Regions from separate parts of the Mus musculus genome. Here region 2 is linked to region 1. The links are chromatin contacts, called in public promoter capture Hi-C maps. All regions are on one chromosome and are shown on one strand. Each heading gives the region's core, a stretch centred on a gene start, on an enhancer-like site or on the middle of the called end of the contact. The rest is flanking DNA. Distances are from core to core; before and after follow the strand shown. Region 1 holds the start of Plod1 (procollagen-lysine, 2-oxoglutarate 5-dioxygenase 1). Region 2 overlaps Mthfr (methylenetetrahydrofolate reductase).

Region 1 (6,388 bases), core at 1,656-4,155:
GGGGGACGCCTTGCCCAGTATTCATGGCTCTGTGTGGCCAGAGGGTCGACTTATTTTATGGTTTGTGTATGATTTTTTTCTTCAGCTGAGTCTTGCTGATGGCTTCTGTCCTTGCCAAAAATCCCAGGGCCAGGCATGACAGTGGCCCCTCTCCTTCCTCGCTGTCAACCCCTGTGATTCCCACTCAGACGTTTGTCCCTGGAAGCTGGAGGACAGGCCCACCATTCAGTGGCTCCTCTGAATCCAGGACTCCCACTTACCAAAATGAACAGAACACCCCCCACTCAAAAACAAAACCAACCAACCAAACAATAACAACAAAAACAAACCAGCCAGGCCAGCAGCAGACAGGGAGGGCCTTCCCCTTCCCCTACCTCTGAACGTCAGGAGTTTGAGCTGAGAGAACAAAGGAGACCAGGTCTAGCAAACTGCTTAGACAGGAAGCTGTCCCCGTAGCAAGTGCCAGAGGCAAAGCAGGAATTGGCAGGATACAGTAGGGTAGGTTCAGGGGCTTGGGCAGGAGCAGATGATGCTATAAACAGCTGTGGAGGAGTACCCGCCCCACTTGACCCTAGGAGTCCAGAGAAGAAAGATGCAGCACACATGAGAGGAAGAGCTCCCACCAACTCTTGTCTGAAAAGTTAAAGTCTCCCTGAAGCTGAGGAGAACCAATCTAGTCACCCGTTCTGAGGCCCTCATGCCAAAAGGGGGCAGGAAGAATATCATAGGCCAGAAAGTGCCTTGGCTGTCCAGGAATTCACTCTGTAGACCAGGCTAGCATCAAACTCATAGAGATGCCCCTGCCCCTGCCCCTGCTTCCCGAGTTCTGGGGTCAAAGGTGCGCATCCACCACCACACCCAGCCACGTTCATACCCCTGATCCACTACAGCACCCAGCATGGTAGAACAGCTGACTGGAGATAGAATCCAGAACCACTGGGGCTTCTCCAGTCTCCACCCATGCAGGTACCCTCTCCAGTCCACCATCAAGCCCATCAGAGCTCTGGGCCACCCACAAAGTATCAACAGGAGGTATGGGTTCCACCAGGATAGCACCCCCACCCTACCCCCTCGCCCCACCCCCACCCAACCTCAACAGCCACCAGGGCCACATGGGCCTGGCCACCTGAAAGCTCAGCCTTCCCCTCCTGCTGCCCAAAGTCCAGTAATGATGTCCCCAGATGGACAAACTATGACCCCAGTCAGCAGAGATGAAAGAGGCATGGTGGAAGAGCAGAGTGTTACGAACAGTTGGCTCAGCAAGGAATTTAGCCTTCCTGAACTCCACCATAGGAACCATGGATGAAGGAGCCCCCTTTCAGAGATTAATGTGAAGACCCAAATGAGTGTCTGAAGTGTGGAACACAGTGTCTGCCGGTGACGCCTCCATTCTTGGCACAGAGCGGGAGCTGAGTTCTGGGCTTCCTAGAGGGCAACTGAGGCTCTTGGAACTGGGATGGTCTGGAGTATCCGAGCACGCATCAGCAGAAGCAGGAGAAAGTGAAATGGAGAAAAAATGGCTGCCACTGGGCTCCAGGTTCCTGCCACTAGGTGGGCCTTTGCACACATTACCAACTCTGTAGTCGGGACTTATCAGAGTCTCTTATCTATCTTCCTTTGATGCTAGATTAGACCCTACCAAAACAAACAAACAAACAAAAAAACCCCAAAACAACAACAACAACAAACCTAGCTGCTCTGAGCTTGGAGAGAAAATGCCCAGAGCCTTGACTTTAAGGGGACTCAGGGGCTGGTCTTATTTGAGGAATCTCTTGTGATCTCTAGAAATGAGGTCTTGCCACTCTGTGTTGGAGTCTAAAATACCAAGCTTCTCAAAAACTGTGCATCACCAACGCGAAAGGCGTGTGACCCTATGTATAACTGAGCACAGATGGAAGACGGAGCAGGCATGCAAAAACCTGTGGCTCCCAGCACATGGGTTTCAAAGCCAGGTTCTTTTCCTTTCCTTTTTTTTTTTTTTTTTTTTTTCTTCCTTTCTTTCCTTTTTGGTCAGGGTCTCATGTAGTCTAGACTGACTTTAACCCTTCGTGTAGTTGAGGATGACCTTGGACTTCTGATAACCCTGCTTCAACCTCCCTGAGTACTGGGGTTATAAGCATGCACAACTATGTTTAGTTTATGCAGCGCTGGGGACCAAACCCTGGGCTGCATGCGAGCTAGGCAAGTGCTCTTACCAACAGGGCTCACCCACCGGAGCCCTCCACATTCCTACCACCCACCATGTTCAGGCCAACTCCCATGTCTCCAGCAACATGGGTGGAAGAAAACAGGATGCCCTGGAGAATGCGGCTGATTTGGAGCCTCAGTTTGTAAAGCTGGAAAACGGGGTTAACATAAGAAAACACTTCCAGCAAACGTATTTAACTGGTGCTTAACTAGTGAGGCCAGGCTGCAGCAGATCGTGTACGATAAACGGGAGTCTTGCTACTTATTATGGGAATTGTGATCATGGACTCCTCTGAGCGCCAAATGAGGGTAGGGGGCGCGCAAGGGGAGAGTGTACTTCGGCTGTCCCCTCCTCTGCCCGCAGCACAAACCTAGGAATCCCGACCCCATGAGAGGAAGTGATCTACCGGAGTCACCCGCGGGCAAGTGGACAGATGACCGCAACCCAGCTCCCCGGCTCCCCCCCTTCCAGCCCAGGTCGCCTGGACACCCCGGTCCTCGGCGAGACAGACGGCCAGGCACAGCTCCGCCGCCGCGTCCTCACCCTCTAGCTTGGCGTCATCCTTCGCCTGGACCAGAAGAAGCCAGGCCAACGGGGCCAGGAGCAGCAGGGACCGCATAGCGGAGTCTCGGGAACAACCCGCCGGCACTGAGACAGAAGCTGAACTGGAAACTTCGCGACGGGGCCGGCGGGCGCTGCCACGCACTGAGCCCGCCCCGGGGGCGGTGCCGCGCACGCCTCCGCCCGCCTCGGGGAAGGGTTTTCCTGCTTAGGCTTCTAGGTCCTCCAGACTTGGGGCAGGTCGTTGTGCCCCCTGGGTCCCGATGCCGGACCGTCCATGCTCTCCCTCCCCCGCTTCTCTCCAAGTGGGCGAGGAGGGCGAGGCCTTGATGTCTAGAAGAGGAGACTTAATATCATCTGCACCGCGATGGTGGGAATATATATATAAAGTCTAGCCCCAGCTCCCAAAAGAGAATCACTTAATTCAACTTTCCGCTCCCTGGAAGGAAATCAGAAAGTAGTCAAGGAAATTGCAGCGGTTAATTATGGGATGGATGTGTGTGTGTGTGGTGATGGTGGGGGGGGGGTATTAGATGGATGGATAAGTGGGTGTGTAAGTGGGTGAGTGAGTGGATGGTTGGATGGCGGTATAGGTGGATGGATGGGTAAGTGGCTGGCTGGCTGGATAGATGGATGATGGGGGGCCAGATGGATGGATGGGTGAGTGAGTGGATGGATGAATGAGGGCTAAGTGGATGGAGTGAAAATTTTCAGTGCCATTCACAGACAAAGTAAAAGAAGGTCAAAAGTTTCTGGAGCAAGGGTTCCTGGTCCAGATGTGAGCCAAGCACATCTACATTTAGACAAAATCTGTCAAGCCGTAGAAGAGAGCTCAAACAGGGACCCTGGAATCTCAGTCCCACAGATTAGATCCTAGGGCAGGGTTCGGGAGGGCGGGGGAGGAGGGGCTTGACGAAATCAGGGAGTTAGGGAGATTTGGTCTTTCACAAAGGAAACAGGCATCTACAGGATGCTAAGTGGGAAAGGTTTTCTCTTCAGTATGACTCATTGTTAAAGATAGATCCTCTGCCTAGCAGATAGGTCAAAACAAGGTTGGGTGGGGTAGGGTGGGGTCTGCCCAAATCCTAGCACTCAGGAGGTAGAAGAGCTCCATTGTCCAAAGCCAGCCTGAGCTGCACAGCCAGACTCAGTCAGAGAAGGGAGGAAGAAGGTGTCAAAGCGAGCTGGAATCCCAGCACTCAGGAGGCATAGCAGGATCAGGAGTTCAAGACATGCTCAGCCGTAGAGCTAGTGACCATATAGCTTGAGGCTAGTGTGGACTGTGTGAGACCTCAACAACACACACCCACCCCCAACACAGGAAACTTACAGACCAATGTTTGCAATGATTATTTCCAAGTTGTGGAATAAACATGTTCATAACTTATGCAGCGTTTCTAGGTCATATTATTGGGAATCGTTCTTCTTTTCTTGTTTCTCTTTTTCTTGAGAAAGATGTACAATACTTGTACAATTGAAGAACCACGTGTCCTTTCTGGGAAATAAGAACAGGCTGGAAAAATGGGCGTCCACCTCATTGTGCAGAGGTCAACTCACACTCTCACAGATGGTAGAAGAGAGGCCCAGGGCTATCCAGCAGCAAGCTCAAAGTCACAAGACCAACCAGAGGAAGCGACCTCAGCAGAATCTAGAACATTTGCTTCCTAGCAGGGACTTAGAGCCAGGAGCTGCTGCAGCTGGAGACAGGACTTGGCGCCAAGCATCCACCAGCATCCGCCGGGTGTTTTAGACCCAGAAGGTTGAGGACTGAGATCTCCAAACCCTTGGAGGAGGAAGTACAAGTGTAAATGGGGGAAGAACCAGCCAGCCTTGTTGGCTGGCTCGATTTTCAAAGCTCTTCCTCCAAGCTCACAACTGCCTTTCTCGTAAAGCTGTCACTTCTGTTTGCAAAACAAGAAACTAAGGCTCGAAGCAGTATCATCTGCCTGGCATCACACACCTGATGTGGGACCACAGTAAGGAAGCATCAGCCAGCTCCCAGCTAGAACTGCCTACAGCGATATACGCCAGATAGAAAACATTCCTGGGCAGTCATCAGAGTACAAATTAAAAGAGGGATCAGTTTTATAAACTGCCTGACCTTTCAAGAGGAAGAATTCACTCTTGTGAAGCCTGGCCTTACTCTTTTGGAACCTGTTTCCTGTTTGTTTCATCAAATTGCTAGAACTTGAGCCCAATCCAAGCTTCGTGTAGGGTGGCCTGTTTCTTTAAGCAAGAGGTGGTGGCTGCTGCCCAGATGTTGCCTCTAGTATTTCTAGTACGTGCTCCACGTGCAATGGACTGTTAAAGGCACAGGACTCCAATTTAATAGGAAACTGCTGGACAACTTCAGGATGGGAAGTTGTCCACACACAAACATGCATGCGGTTTCCTCCTGTCATCCATTAAAAAGTGGAGCTGGAGAGATGGTTCAGCAGTTAAGAGACTGGCAACTCACACGTGCCTGTAACTCCAGGGATCCCATACCATCTTCTGATTTGGACATACAACAATGTGCACATAGAGGCGTCAGCTCTCTCCTTCTACCACATAGGTCCTAGGTACAGAACTTAGGTCATCACACTTGCTGGCGAATGCTTTTACCTGCTGAGCCATCTTGCCATTAGATTTTTATTTTAACTTTAAGGTTCTGGGAAATCACTAGTGCTAGAGGAATATTCTGTTCTGAGCTAATAGTCTGCTAAAAAAAAAAGTGTGGTTGTTTTAGTTTGTTTTGAAATATGGTCTCACTGTGTAGACAGGCTAGCCTTGAACTTAGTAAAATCTACCTGCCCCTGCCTCTTGAAGAGTCAGATTAAAGATATGTGTACAACAACTGGCTAAAATGTGCTACTGAGCTCTGGGGTGTTTGTTTGCTTGCTTGCTTGCTTTAGTTTTTCTTTTTCTTTCTTTTTTTTTACACTGTAGCTGTCTTCAGACATTCCAGGAAACGGCATCAGATTTCATTACGGATCCCACCATGTGGTTGCTGGGATTTGAACTCAGGACCTTTGGAAGAGCAGTCGGTGCTCTTAACCGCTGAGCCATCTCACCAGCCCACTTTAGTTTTTCAAGACAGGGTTTCTCTGTGTAGTCCTGGCTGTCCTGGAACTCTGTAGACCAGGCTGGTCTCCAACTCCGAGAATTACCTGCCCTGCCTCTTAAATGCTAAGACTAACAGCATGTGCCACCACTGCTGGGCTCTTAGCATTCATTTTTGTGTGAAAATAAAAATGGGTAAAAAGCTGGACAAATGCCTTTGATTCTAGGGACTGGGGATGCTGAGAAAGGATCTTTTGGGCCTAGGAATTGTTTGAAGTCCAGTCTGGACAACAAAGGAAAGATTCTGTCTCAAAGATAAATAAAAATAAAAATCAAATCAAAACAGGACGAGCATTCTTCCAATGCGACACTGGCTTGCCACCTCAGCATACAGTTTTCTGTCTGCCTACAACCCACTAGAAGCCACCTTAAGTGACCGTTCAATTGTCAACTGTGAATTTGCAACAGCCCGTCTGGCTCTGGATTGCCCAGAATCCAAAGTGAAAACAATCGCCCACTGTCTACCTAGAATTCAAAGTGGAAACAACCACCCCACTGTCTGCTCCAGTGCTCCCAATGAATTCCGCCCCCCTCGCC
Region 2 (6,388 bases), core at 986-3,485, 120 kb after region 1:
GTGTGTGTGTGTGTGTGTGTGTGAGTGCAAGGCAGAATAGAAGTTCAGTCAGGATGCCTCTAGGCTCTGATTTAAGCAGAGGGTGATGGGTTTTGGCAGACCAGGAGGGCTTATGAGCAGTGGGAGGTTTCGGTCACCCTCCTCAGCCCTGCCTCTGTTCTCAGGGAGAGAACATCACTAATGCCCCTGAGCTGCAGCCCAATGCCGTGACGTGGGGCATCTTCCCGGGTCGAGAGATCATCCAGCCTACTGTGGTGGACCCCATCAGCTTCATGTTCTGGAAGGTAAGGGAGTGGGAGGGAGTGGAGGACCCTGGCTACCGTGAGAGCCCTGGCCAGACAATAGTCCCAAACACGTAGCCGAAAACCATACCCCAGGCAGGGTAGACTTGGCCCTGAAGGCCGTATGTTAGCACATGGTGTTTATTTCTGGGCTAGCTTGGAGTGGCTCTGTCTTGCTGTTACCTGGGTGGCCTGCAGGGAGACAGCAGGGGCCCAGACCTGGAGGTACCAGCCGTGCTGACCCTGCTCGTGTGTCTCTGTCCACACGTAGGATGAGGCCTTTGCCCTGTGGATCGAGCAGTGGGGCAAGCTATACGAGGAGGAGTCGCCATCCCGCATGATCATCCAATACATCCATGACAACTATTTCCTGGTCAACCTGGTGGACAACGAGTTCCCGCTGGACAGCTGCCTGTGGCAGGTGGTGGAGGACACGTTTGAGCTGCTCAACAGGCATCCCACGGAGAGAGAGACACAGGCTCCATGAGCCTGCATCTCTCAACAGGCACACCATGGAGAGAGAGACACAGGCTCTGTGAGCCTGCATCCCTCAACAGGCACACCACGGAGAGAGAGACACAGGCTCCGTGAGCCTGCATCCCGGTATCTTCCTCACCTGGAGCCCCTCTCCCTCATCTCTCTACACAGGATAATGGCAGCTAGACTAGCAGGAAGCGTCCCGGCTCTGGCTGGACCTAAGATGCCCCGTCGAGGAGGCTGATGCTCTCTGCTCAAGCCCAGAGCCCGTGTTCTTGCTGTGGCAAGCGCCTCCATCCTCAGGGGGAGGAGACCAGAGATTGCCCAGCCACTGCACCAAGGCAGCCTCTAGGAGGTGAACTTTGACCTGGGGTCTGTGTGAGACAGACAGTAGGCACTGTGAAATACTGAAGGAGGTAGGAAGAGATGTGCAAATGAGGGTACAGAAACCTCCTCCCTGCTCAGCGGACTACACACCAGGTCCCCAAGAGAGGCCTGGCTGGTAACACAAGCCTTTCTTGCCATCTTAGGCCAAAGAGTGCAGGAGTTCTGCCTCTGCAGAAGGTTGGTTGTGTCTGTTCTGTGGCTGGGAAGAAAGTGCCCCTTCAGGGTTAAAAGCGTTCTGTCCTCAATGGAGGCTTGCTCTTGGCCTTGTTTTCTGTCCTCTTAGCGAGATTTACCTGGGCAGGGCCCAGCTCTTCCCGTGGCTGTATGAAGCCTGCTCCCTTGCTTCTGAGCAGACTCCTGCCAGCTGCACCGTCTTCTCTGTTGGGCCTAGACTAGGGGCTGTCCCTGGCACTCCTCCCCAGTCAGCCCTCAGGCCTGGCTGCCTGGGGCAGTGACTGGCAGGCACAGATGACTGCTCCCAGCCTGCTGGTCTTGTTTGAGTCAGGGAATGGGAGAAAGCGGTCCGTAGAGCAACTTAGGGAGAGCAGGGGGTTCCTGCCCTCGTCTCCCAGGCCTGGGTGACTGCAGTGGAGAGCAGCCTTGGAGAGAATGAGCAGAAGCAGCCAGGAGGAGGAGGTCCTTTTATTGTCCCAGAGCTCCAGGCGCTGGCCCCTCCAACTGTGGGCCTGTTCCCTCCCTCGGAAGGCTGGGCTTGGTTCTCTTATTTCTCAGGAATATTTCATAGCTGCTGCTGGCCCCTACTCACCCCATGCCTGCTACACCTGAGCCACTGTAAACTGTTTCCAGGAGCACAGGCTGCTGCTAGTTCTTCTCATGGGCTCTTGGCTACCAAACGCTGGTGCCACTTTTCAAAGGCTTGGAGGCAGGGCAGGAAGTACTGCTTGTCTCAGGCTCCCTCCAGGGTCTGTACTGGGCCTGTCAGACTTGACACCTAAGCCATGTTCTGTGTGTCTCAACCAGAGGCCCTTTCCTTTGCCCTGGCAGCCAGCCCACCCTGTCTCTGCCCAAATATCTAGGCTCAGAATAGACTGGACTTGTGACCCGGGAAGCTATGCCCCGTGACCTGCAAACAAGACATCTGTTCTGGACGCAGGCCCTGCAAGGACCAGCATGGGGAGCCACTGCCACAAACAGACTGGTTCTCTGAGTGAGTGAAACTGATACTTGGCTGGGCTTGAGGCCCCTAGTCAAGGGCTCTAATGTCCAGGCTGTGTGCTCTGTAACCAATGGCCAATTCAACTGAATGAGGATAGCGCAGGGTGGTGAGCAGGGACACCCTCCCCTCTCCCTGGCTCAGCCTGGAGGTGGCACTGGTCTTGGAGGGCTGGCTGGGTGAACCAAGGTAAAGTCACCTGGAAAAGGACCCGGCTCTCTTCTCTCTGGTGTAGCTGTTGAGCCACCCGGAGCTGAAGGACCTTTTTCTGCCATGTCCTCCACGCCTGTTCCAGGTGCCATTGTCTGAGCTACAGAGAGAGTTGATAGAAAAGATCCTCTGCCATCCTGTCAGCCCTGGCCCTTCTGCTGCCACCCCAGGGTGAAGGAGATGTGACAAGGGGCCATCACCTAAGAAATGTTAATAAGTGATCACACCTGAGCCCATCCCTAAGGCTTTGGGCATGAGGTGCAATTAGTAGTTAGTGCCTCCAGCTAGCCAAGGGATACATAGGATGAGTGGGGAGTTGTTCCCAGGGCCTCTGCTTGGTACAGAGGAGCTGAGCCTCCCTACCAGAGCCCAAGACAGCTGCTCCACCCAGTGAACATCTACCCAGCGCTGCCATGCCCTTGCCAGGCTCCAGGCCTGCTGGGAAACCTGACTATGCCAACACTATAGGTACCTGTCCCTGCAGGCCAAGAACATCTAACCTCTTCAACAGCAAAGAACAAGAGGCCCAGGCTCGGCCATTCTGCCAGAGTTGAAAAATCCCTTGCCTGAAGGGACTGACCACCCCTCCCATGCACAGCTGGTCCACCTTTGAGGAGCCTGGCCTTGGCCCTTCAGGGCCCTAGTCTCAGAGCTGCAGGGCTCACCTATTCCTGTAGGGGGCCAGTGGAGGGCCCGTGCAGGCAGTGGCAGCCAGAACTCGAGGGCTGGGCAGAGGGGTCTCTCTGTGACACCTGAAAAGGAGACTTGGGTCAGGAGAGGATGATGCCTTGATTTAAAAGAACAGAAGCCCCACCCACCTACCCCTCAAGTCTCCAGGCTGTGGGCTGGCCCAAGGCGCTAATGGGAAAAGAAGGGAATTCTTCAAGTAGCTGGGACACTCAAGAAGAGATGGACAGGGGCATTGTTTCAAAGGGTGTGGCCTGAGGACTGAGACTCAAAGCCCAGGTTGTGGTCCTCTGTGCCTCTTCCATGTGGCCGTGCCAGGCTGAGCAGCACATTCTCTACAGCAGGTGGCCAGCAGCTGTGAGTCTGAAGGAAGAGCAGGGGGACAAGGACCAACTGCAATGGGCTTGACCCTGCTGACCACAAGGGGGTCCTGCCTGCCTCCTGCCAGAGCAGGCTCCCACCTGCGTGCATAATGGGGCGCTTCACCTGACACTCAGGAGTCCCAAGACCCCCAGATGAGGCAAGCCACCCGTAGTGGCACAGCTCCCTCTGACCATCCTCCCCGTTGGCTGAAAACATCTAAGCAGAGGCTGGCTCAGTACTGCGGTGGAGCTCAGGCCAGCCCTGAGATTGACATTATGCTCCTGAATTAAGCTTTAGATGTTGCCGAAGCCTTGCCTCTCACATGTGGCCTGACTCCAAGGTCTGGGCTCCCAACTAATGCAGCATACACAGGGGATTCACAGCACCACAGAATGGCTCGCCACCTGCACGTGTTGCCAGGGGAAGGCTACCTGGGCATGCATGAACCTGTGGTAAAGAGCAGGACCCTGGGTACCATTCTCAGTGTCTGCGTGTTTCTAGAAACCTCAGTTTATCAGCATATCAGCCCTGCCTTCACTAACAAGAAGAGAATGAAAGTACATATACTTTTAAAAGGTTCTAGTGTACTGGTGAAATTTCACGACGCTGAGGCAAGAGGGCGAGAGGCTGCCTCATGAGCTTGAAGCCACCTGGACTGTATAAGCTGGGTCTACAAAGCCTGTAACATCAACAAGCCCAACAGCATGAGGCCCATGGTGTGCCAGCACCCTGAGCCCGTACGAGGATTCTGAAACCCAGCAACGCTAGTCTTGCAATTCTGTTTCAAAGGCAAAGCCACTTTGATGCCTTATGTTCTTTCCAAAGTTAATTCTGTTCCTCTGGCATCTGAGCAAGAGTCTTGGTGAGGCCAGATTGTCTTTGGGAACACTGTCTAGCCTGCCAGGGACTTGGGCTGAGTCCCCTAGTTACATCTGCAGACCTCTAGGCAGTGTTGTTTCTTGCACCTGGCATTTGTGATTATCTCTCTCCTCCTGATAGGCCTTCAGCCTCTCACTGTTGTGTCAGAGCTAAGAACTTCTGGTCTGAAGGTGACTTTTTGGTACAGAAAAGAGAAAAACCCAAATTTCTACTTTATTTTCTAAAATGAGCACATTGCATTTTTCCAATTAAAAAAAAATTGCTGTCTCCATATAGCTGTTTTTAAATGCTTAGCGTAATTTATTTTTGTGTGCATGTGTGTGTGTGCGTGTGTGTATGTGTGTGCGTGTGTATGTGTGTGTGCGCGCGCACGTGCGTGTGCACACACCTATGGAAGCCAGAACAGGCCATTGAGTCAACAGATCACCCGGAGCTTGAGCTTCACAGGGTTGAAAGCCACCAATGTGGATGTGGGTGCTGGGAAACGAACTCTGGTCCCTCTAGAAAGAGCAACCAGTTACCATGGAACCATCTCTCCAGCTCCCAGATGGTGCTGTAACTGAATTTAAGATCTGAAGGTGTAGCTTAGTGAACATTTGTCCAGCGTCTCTCTTAAAAAAACTATGTGGTGTTTGTGGTATACGTGTCAGGAAGGGCAGGCATGCCTTGGTGAGCATGACAGCCAGAGGACAACTCTGGAGTTTATTGTCTCCTTCTGCCTTCACATCAGTTGTGATAATCAAATCAAGTCATTGGGTTGGCATGGCAAGTGCCTTTACCTGCCCAGACACCCTGCTCACCCATGGATACTTTTTTCCCCCTTTGAGACAGTTTAATTATTCAGCCCTAGCTAGCTTCAAACTCCCGGAGATCTTGCCTCTGCCTGCCTCTGCCTTCCTAATACTGGGATTAAAGGCACACAACACCGTGCCCAGCCACAAACACTTTTAAACAGTGTCCATCTCCCTAATAGAGACCCTTTGAAGGCAGACCTGCACAGGGCTGTCACTCAAGAGGTTTGCTAATGGATCCTCCCGCTTCCACCCTGTTGTTGGCCACCCTGCACTGGGTTGTGTGGTGTCTGTAAATATGTTTGCCCCTGGAGAAGTGTCTAGCCACAATCCCATCGTGGGCAGAAACCAAGTGATTTTAAGGGTTTGTTTTGGAAAGTTGACACCACACCACACACACACACAACTCACACGCATCCAAAAGTATGTGGTGTCCGTCAGTAGCAGGAGATGCCCTCTGCTGGCCAGCCTAAGCCAGTGTCCTAAGTCCATGCCCTGTGCCTGGGTCTGTGGCTCCAGCTTCTGTTTGAACAGAGTTGACTGAGACTGAACCCGGTGGGTCCTAAGGAGACCCCGAAGCCGCTGCCAGCATTGGGTGATAGCAGTTTGTTGGACATAAGCCTGGGCCGCTAACTGCATCCCGACCTCTGGGACTCTGGAGAAAAAGGAGGAGCCTGTTAGAGCCAAAGACAAATGCTCAGCCTGGCCCCTCCCATCCCTATTTTTGATGATCCACCAAATATGCATGAAAGGGGTAAAATATCAGACAGCAGAGGCAACTGTCCTGTTTCAAGGGACAGAGAGGGCAGTGCTAACAGCTACATCCTGTCCCCTCCCCTGGGGAATGCCAGTGCACTGCCCACTTCTGTTGAGTGCATGCGCACACTTGCCCAGGCTAAGACATAAGGCAGTTAAAGTCAGGAGCTTTTCCAAGGATGGGTGACACTAGAAAGTGACAGAATTGGGATCCGCTCCAAAGATCAGGATGTCTCTGTCCTCCTGGCAGACAGACAGACAGACAGGTACCACTCAGCCACGCAATGTGCTCCCCATTACCAAAATCCAAGTTCAAGACCTCGCCTGGAAGCATGGTGTGAGGTTGCCCTCCGGTCTCGGGCACTCACCGCGTTGTCAGCTGC

What was found. Promoter capture Hi-C pulls out the DNA fragments that hold promoters and counts their contacts.
Region 2: a contact with region 1 is called in a promoter capture Hi-C map of liver. The contact joins the enhancer-like site here to the promoter of Plod1 in region 1. A contact is called at or near these places in 15 of 39 promoter capture datasets (the 3T3-L1 cell line, the C10 cell line, the HPC-7 cell line and 10 more), 14 of 484 Hi-C or Micro-C datasets (B cells, CD8 T cells, Kupffer cells and 9 more), 12 of 115 datasets of contacts at active chromatin or transcription factors (bone marrow-derived macrophages, effector CD8 T cells, embryonic stem cells and 6 more) and 4 of 9 other capture datasets (adipose tissue, embryonic stem cells, liver and 1 more).

Annotation. Positions count from the first base shown.
Region 1 is chr4:147,933,871-147,940,258 of GRCm38.p6, forward strand. It overlaps Plod1 (procollagen-lysine, 2-oxoglutarate 5-dioxygenase 1), which reads right to left and starts at 2,906. Exons shown (of 19, transcript NM_011122.3): 1 at 2,732-2,906. The coding sequence starts at 2,807. It also overlaps a transcript of 2510039O18Rik not described here.
Region 2 is chr4:148,054,821-148,061,208 of GRCm38.p6, forward strand. Mthfr (methylenetetrahydrofolate reductase) reads left to right here. Exons shown (of 12, transcript NM_010840.3): 11 at 165-284; 12 at 553-4,742. The coding sequence ends at 768. Gm13201 (a long non-coding RNA gene) reads right to left here. Exons shown (of 10, transcript XR_004691353.1): 9 at 5,661-5,904; 10 at 3,173-3,281. Among named protein-coding and RNA genes, the nearest start is that of Gm13201, 19 kb to the right of the region's middle. Within about 2 kb of position 2,236, at least 17 of the 459 cell types and tissues checked have an H3K27ac peak or open chromatin away from gene starts, as enhancers often do. A contact at or near this core is called in adipose tissue and liver, where this site is marked.